Regions from separate parts of the Hordeum vulgare genome. Here region 2 is linked to region 1. A link is a contact called in public Hi-C data. All regions are on one chromosome and are shown on one strand. The core of a region is the stretch at or near the end of the contact, and the rest is flanking DNA. Distances in the headings are between cores, read along the strand shown.

Evidence for each region. A called contact is a pair of places that touch in the nucleus more often than the background predicts.
Region 2: a contact with region 1 is called in a Hi-C map of seedling, with 6 times the contacts expected there. The contact joins the promoter of LOC123396579 here to the promoter of LOC123400070 in region 1. A contact is called at or near these places in 4 of 6 Hi-C or Micro-C datasets (leaf and seedling) and 1 of 1 datasets of contacts at active chromatin or transcription factors (embryo).

The regions. Positions count from the first base shown.
Region 1 is chr5H:310,394,653-310,398,417 of MorexV3_pseudomolecules_assembly, reverse strand. LOC123400070 (scarecrow-like protein 9) reads left to right here and starts at 2,503. Exons shown (of 3, transcript XM_045094468.1): 1 at 2,503-2,961; 2 at 3,250-3,765. The coding sequence starts at 2,823.
Region 2 is chr5H:310,798,512-310,802,105 of MorexV3_pseudomolecules_assembly, reverse strand. It overlaps LOC123396579 (cysteine protease XCP1-like), which reads left to right and starts at 1,527. Exons shown (of 2, transcript XM_045091476.1): 1 at 1,527-2,636; 2 at 2,737-3,142. The coding sequence starts at 1,788. The coding sequence ends at 2,958.

The sequences.
Region 1 (3,765 bases), core at 1,254-3,753:
TTCTCCCAACAATGATAACATAATTGGATCATATAACTATCCCTCAACGTGCAACAAAGAGTCACTCCAAAGTAACTAATAGCAGAGAACAAACGAAGGGATTATTGTCGGGTACGAAACCACCACAAAGTTATTCTTTCTGATCGATCTATTCAAGAGTCTGTAGTAAAATAACACGAAGCTATTCTTTCTGTTCAATCCATCATAGAGTTCGTACTAGAATAACAGCTTAAGACACATATCAACCAAGACCCTAATGTCACCTAGATACTCCATTGTCACCTCAAGTATCCGTGGGCATGATTATACGATATGCATCACACAATCTCAGAATCATCTATTCAACCAACACATAGAACTTCAAAGAGTGCCCCAAAGTTTCTACCGGAGAGTCAAAACGTGTGCCAACCCATATGCATAGGTTCCCAATGTCACGAAACCCGCAAGTTGATCACCAAAACATACATCAAGTACTCACATGAATATCCCATTGTCACCACAGATAGACACGTGCAAGACATACATCAAGTGTTCTTAAAGACTCAATCCGATAAGATAACTCCAAAGGGAAAACTCAATTCATTACAAGAAGGGAGAGGGGGAAGAACATCATAATATCCAACTATAGTAGCAAAGCCCGTGGTACATCGAGATCAAGACATCTCAAGAACACGAGAGAGAGAGAGAGATCAACCACATAGCTACTGGTACATAACCTCAGCCCCGAGGGTGAACTACTCCCTCCTCGTCATGGAGATCGCCGTGATGATGAAGATGGCCACCGGAGATGGGTTCCCCCTCCGACAGGGTGCCGGAATGGGCTCCCGATTGGTTTTTGATGGCTATAGAGGCTTGCGGCGGCGGAACTCCCGATCTAGGTTTCTTTTTGGGGGTTTCTGTATTTATAGGAATTTATGGCGGTTGAATTACGTCGGTTGGGCCCACGAGGAGGTCACAAGCCTGCTAGGCCGAGCCTGGGGGGGGCTCCTGGGCTTGTGACTCCCTCGTGGCTCTTCTGGCCTTCTTCCAAAGCTTCGGGAGTCTCTTCTGGTCCAAAAAAAATCATCGCAAAAGTTTTATTCCATTTGGACTCCTTTGATATTCTTCTCTGAAAAAGGTCAAAAACACGAAAAAAAACAGAAACTGGCACTTGGCACTGAGTTAATAGGTTAGTCCCAAAAAGATATAAAATAGCATATTCATGCATATAAAACATTCTAAGTTGACAAGATAATAGCATGGAACCGTAAAAAATTATAGATACGTTGGGGACGTATCACCGCCGCGCCGCGCCGCGCCGCGGGTTGCGGGAATGAGCCGAGCTCATACCTACGCGCTTATTTTTGCCGGTCAGGAACGGAGAATACGTAACGGATGCGCCACGATCTGAGACGTCGGATCGTGGGCTGTTACCGACTCGGACGTGGGTTTAGCCCACGTCTCTCCACCCGGCCGCCTATATAAGCAGGGCTAACGCCAACCCTAGCCGTCACGAGAATCAGATCACATCTGCCTCACGCGCTCGTTCCTTTGCTGCCGCTGCCGCCGGCGACTCCGTCCCGTTCACCGCATACACGGTCGACGGGAGTGCAGGCCTCCGAAACCCTGCCTCTCCGGTTCCTGTACGGGAGAGGGGCGATTAGGTTTCTGGGGAGCGATCACGCGACTGCTCGCCTCCGTCCATCTGCTTCCTCTACATCCATGTCATCCTCATCATCGCCATGGCTGAACCATCTGAGGCCGATCGTCTCACCCTTGAAGCTGAGAAGAAGGCGTCAGATGATGCTGCCGCCGTCAACGTTGCTGCTACGGTCAAGTGGCCGGCTCGAGGGTATAACCTATTTATCCACTCGTGTTCGTTTCGATCATAACAATGCTACTTGCATGCATAGATGTATCAACTATATGCGTAGTATGTGCTAGATTAGTTCATGATCACTATGTCATTAGTATAGTCAACACCATACTAGTTATTATCTCGTGGATTAATCTACTCAAAAAATTACCTATTTACTCAACAAATCCTATGTAGGAATATGAATGCATTTCTATGAACCAAAGGATCTTAATTTTTTTTCTTCAAAAAATCATATCCTATAAAATTCCTGTAAACCAAAGAAGGCTGAACAGGAAGACAAAAGAAAAGAAGAAAGTAGGGACGTAGAAGAAGAAGTATACAATGTATTAGGACAATAGCATCATGTATATTGTTTCGAATTGACAGACTTTTCAATATTTCAGATGGCGCGATTGGACGGCGGTGTAGGTCCGTGCGAGTTTCTCCACCAAGACCCGGCTCCACGTCGCCACCAGCAGTCCATCAGCACACGTGCCAGAATGTATTTCCCAACAAGCCCGAGGGTGTTTCTCCAACTCTTGCTTGGTAGTGTAGTGAGGTGTATGCGAATAATAACAATAATCAAGCGTAATGCAGAGGGGGCGTCGCATTCGGCGTTGCTGAAAAGAAGAAAAATGCTCACATGCAGAGGGAGAGGGAGCCACCATCATCGAGGTTCTGGAAATCTCTGAGACCTCGATTATCTTTTACTACTGTAGGAGTAGTACTTAGCCAGCCACCATCACGGGACGAGATTTCTTTTCCTTTTACTACTAGCTCCGGGACGGGTCCAACTCCCAAGAGACCTCGCCGCTGGGGAACTGAGCAAAAGGAGCAAGGAAAGGAATCCCTCCGCTCAGCCGCGCACACTTGATCCCCGCCCCCAATCAAACCTTCCCTCCCTTCCTCTCTCTCTCTCTCCTCCCCCCCGCCGATCCCGCGCGGCGACCGGAGGCCCGGCTGCGGCGGCGCGTGCGGGCAGGCGATGACATCCACCCCGCAGCCTCCCCGGGATCTCGCGCACGCCGCCCCGCCCGCGCAGGACCTCACCGGCCTCGGCCTCGGCCTCGCAGCCGCGAGGTCCCTCCGCCACCGCCCACCACGCCAAGGATCGAAGCCTTCAGGTGAGCCCACCTCGCCAGCGTCAGCCCGTGATCCGCCCGCCTGTCGTCGCCGCCAGCCTGCGAAGTCATATACTCCTACCTGTTTGTATTGGTATTTCCAGTCGTTTGTTGCTTGCCCTTGCCATGCGCGTCATGTGATACCAGCAGATTTCACTTCTCAAGTGCAGCGCTCTAGTGCGTTCCCTTCCTGTTATTTTCTGCTCAGGAATCAAATAGATGCTTCACCCCGAACTCGATCAACCACTTGCCATCTTCTCTCTGACTGAAGAATTCCATCATGTTTGGCAGGTTCTGTGGAGCACCAGACCATTTCAGGCTCACTGATCCACTCAATGATTCAGTTCTGCGGAGCACCAGAGTACTTCATGTTCAACGATCCGCAGCCGGTGATCTCGCCCCATGTGGCCGCGGAACCCGGTCCCAATGCTCCCGTCGCCACCCTCTCCAGGGCCACCAACACAGAGACTGACAACCCCGAAGACTGGGAGTTCATCTCGGACGAGTCGCTCAACTATATCAGCCGGATGCTCATGGAGGAGGACATTGATGAGAAGGTCAGCGTGTACCAGGAGGAGTCAGCCACACTCCGTGCCACCGCAAAGCCCTTCTATGACATACTTGGGCACAAGTTCCCGCCGTCCCCTGACCGCACGCTCATGCGTTGGTCCCTGGACAGCCCCAGCGAGAGCAGCAGCAGTGGTCAGGCCCAGTCCTCGTCCAGTGTGGCTACTAGCTGCAGCGTCGGTGGTTCTGTTCATAGCTACCAGTGCCATGACGTTGGACACTCTGAGCAGCTGCAAGCTC
Region 2 (3,594 bases), core at 278-2,777, 400 kb before region 1:
AGCATTGTGCATGAAAGAAAAATGTTCCTGCAAAGCTAAAAGCAACCAACAAAAAAAAACTTACATGCATTAGCTTGCTTTGGCTTTTCTGTGGTCTAAAAAGAGAAATAAGTATATGTCACGAAATGATGTCACTGTATGCACATGACAGAGTATGATGAGCATGATGCCCCTCTTTTACTCCAAGTAGCAAGTGTAATCACCAAGAGATAACATTTCCTTACTTTCTTTCAAAAGGTACATGTTTTTTTAAGGAAAGGCACACACGACCACGGTACTTTTCTGAAACAATCTGGTGAACGCAGAGAAAATCGGTTATTTGCCATTTTCAAAACCGGGCTTCGCAAAACTGCCACTGTCAACATTGGCTTCGGAAAAATGCCACCCAGCTCGTGGGCACCTTGATTAACATGCCATTCTTCCTTTTCCTATTTATTTTTCTTTTCTTTTCCATTTTCTGGCAGCTGAAAGGACCAAAATGCCCTTAGATCTTACAGCCTTACTCGATGTGTTTGTGGCCTGGTTTGGATGGATTGCTGGTGGCTAGCACATCCTTGTCGTCAGATTGCTTGCATTATCTGTCTTCACAACTTGCACGCACGCATCCGTCTCCTCCTGCAACTGCTGCCGCCAACACGCCAAAAGGGCAAGCTGCGCTGGCGCGCATATAGGTGTGGACGAGCAGCAGCGGCGAGAGGCGGTGGCTCGCGCACAGGCATCTGCCAGGTTGCACCGGCCCGTGCAAACGTGGACTAGCACCGACGGCAAGCTGCAAGCATGAACGCGACAAGGGCGAGCACCGCCGACGAGCTGCAGGGTGCAGGCATCAGCTCGACAAGGGCGAGCAGCGGTTGCTCACACAGGCATGGTCAAGCTAGGGCGGCGAGCCGCGATGCTGCGCGCAGGCGTGGGCTAGCAACTGCGGCGACCGGTGGTACCTCACATGGGCATGCTCCAGCTAAGATGGCGAGCCATGATGGTGTGTGGAGGCGTGGGTTAGCAACAGTGGCGGTCGGCGGTGTCCAGCGATTGAAGCAAGACGTGCAGGCGATCAGGGATGCGGCAAGCACGAACTCATCCGCTTTAAGCGCTCTTATATGATGCTAAATACGTGAAGATAGCAGTAGATATCACCAGGGATACTTTGGTTCTTTCAGGTGTCAGAAAATGGAAAAGAAAAATAAAATCAATGAAAAAAGGCGAAATGGCTTCTTAATCAAAATGCACACGAGTTGGGTGGCATTTTTACGAATTCAATGTTAAAAGTGGCAATTTTACGAAGCCCCATATCGAAAATGGCAAATAGCCAATTTTCTCGGTGAACACATATAGTAGAAAACATTGTACTTCACTATTTTCAGCTTGCTGTGACAAGAAGCATTTCCCTGGAAAAGACTCATGACAACCTCTTGACACTGATAGTTCACCCATCAGGTTGTATGTACCTTCTTCTTCTTTAGGTATATGCACTAAGATTTTGCTTTCAGTGAGGTCCAGAGGCACTAAGATTTCGTCTGAACTTTCTTGCAGGCACCACAAACAGAAAGAGATGCTCACTCTGAACCTAGCATACATGCTTGGAAGCCAAGTCTCGCCGTCAGAGATCAAAGCTTAAAGCCTTGGCATGATCCAGAAAAAACACTCAATGGTGCATCTTATCTTCTCTCCATTTGACTTTGCTTTGAAGCAATTCAATGGCATGCCCAAATTGAGACTACAAATACATGCATCCTGTCCTCCATCCTGCAACTAACTGACCGCCAACACTTGCATTCCTGGCATCAAGCATGGCTTCTCCTCAGCATCTGATGAAGCTTTCGGGTGCTCTTCTCCTCCTCTGCGTCGGCGCGTGTGTGGCCCGCAACAGTGACTTCTCCATTGTTGGCTACTCGGAGGAGGACCTGTCGTCCAACGAAAGACTCGTCGAGCTGTTTGAGAAGTGGCTGGCCAAACACCAGAAGGCGTACGCGAGCTTCGAGGAGAAGCTGCACAGGTTCGAGGTGTTCAAGGACAACCTGAAGCACATCGACAAGATCAACCGGGAAGTGACCAGCTACTGGCTCGGCCTCAACGAGTTTGCCGACCTCACCCATGACGAGTTCAAGGCCGCCTACCTCGGCCTCGATGCCGCTCCGGCTCGCCGGGGCAGCAGCCGGAGCTTCAGGTACGAGGACGTGAGCGCCAGCGACCTGCCCAAGTCTGTGGACTGGAGGAAGAAGGGCGCGGTGACAGAGGTGAAGAACCAGGGGCAGTGCGGCAGCTGTTGGGCCTTCTCGACGGTGGCGGCGGTGGAAGGGATCAACGCCATCGTGACAGGCAACCTGACCGCGCTGTCGGAGCAGGAGCTCATCGACTGCAGCGTCGATGGCAACAGCGGCTGCAATGGCGGCTTGATGGACTACGCCTTCTCCTACATCGCGTCCAGTGGCGGGCTGCACACCGAGGAGGCGTACCCCTACCTCATGGAGGAAGGCAGCTGCGGCGACGGCAAGAAGGCCGAGTCGGAGGCGGTGACGATCAGCGGCTACGAGGATGTGCCGGCCAATGACGAGCAGGCGCTGATCAAGGCTCTCGCCCACCAGCCCGTGTCCGTGGCCATCGAGGCCTCCGGCAGGCACTTCCAGTTCTACAGCGGGGTAAGCATGCATATCGTCTTTCTATTCTAGCAACGGAAAAGAAAACACCATTTCTTTTGGAAAGAAGCTGCGATATGACACCATTTCTTGGTTGTTGCAGGGAGTTTTCGACGGTCCATGCGGCGCGCAGCTAGATCACGGCGTGGCGGCGGTCGGGTACGGGTCGGACAAGGGGAAGGGCCACGACTACATCATCGTGAGGAACTCGTGGGGCGCCCAGTGGGGCGAGAAGGGTTACATCAGGATGAAGAGGGGCACCAGCAACGGCGAGGGCCTCTGCGGCATCAACAAGATGGCCTCCTACCCAACCAAGGACAACTGATGCTCCAAGCTCAGATGCTGCATCCATCCAGAGGATTGAAGATTTGAACCATCCTTGAGAGTCCTTGTTCCCGATCTTTGCATTTCCCTGCTTTTTCTTTCACTTTTTTTCTTATCTCAAGAGTTCCTTTAATTCGGTTAAAACGACGAACATGGACTGAAATAATAAAATTTGTTTCCCAGTTTCTGTTGAGCATATAGTTTATAGTGAATTTTTTTAAAAGACTTATATTTAAAAATGGAGAGAATATGTCTGAAACTCCAGAGGTAAACGTGAGCGCGAGCACTGTACTGAAACCGAAGACATTTTGTAACATGTTCGGAACTGAAACCGAAGACATTTTGTAACATGTTCGGAAAGACACTGGGATCAGTTGTCCAATGTTCTCGAGAAAAATATGGTCTAGAAACATCGGTTGGAATATTGCAACAACAGCATGTCGGTCCACCTGCACTCACAGTTAAATTAAGCATGATTCTTCTCAACAATAAAAAAAAGCATAAATGTCGGTCCCCGGTTGTGCTCACGGAAATATTACTCCAGCTGTGCACTGAACTAAAACCCCAAGTCATTGTTCAACGATTCTATTTCCTCCTGCATATCGGCGATTGGGTAGGTGCTACTGGTACTGCTATT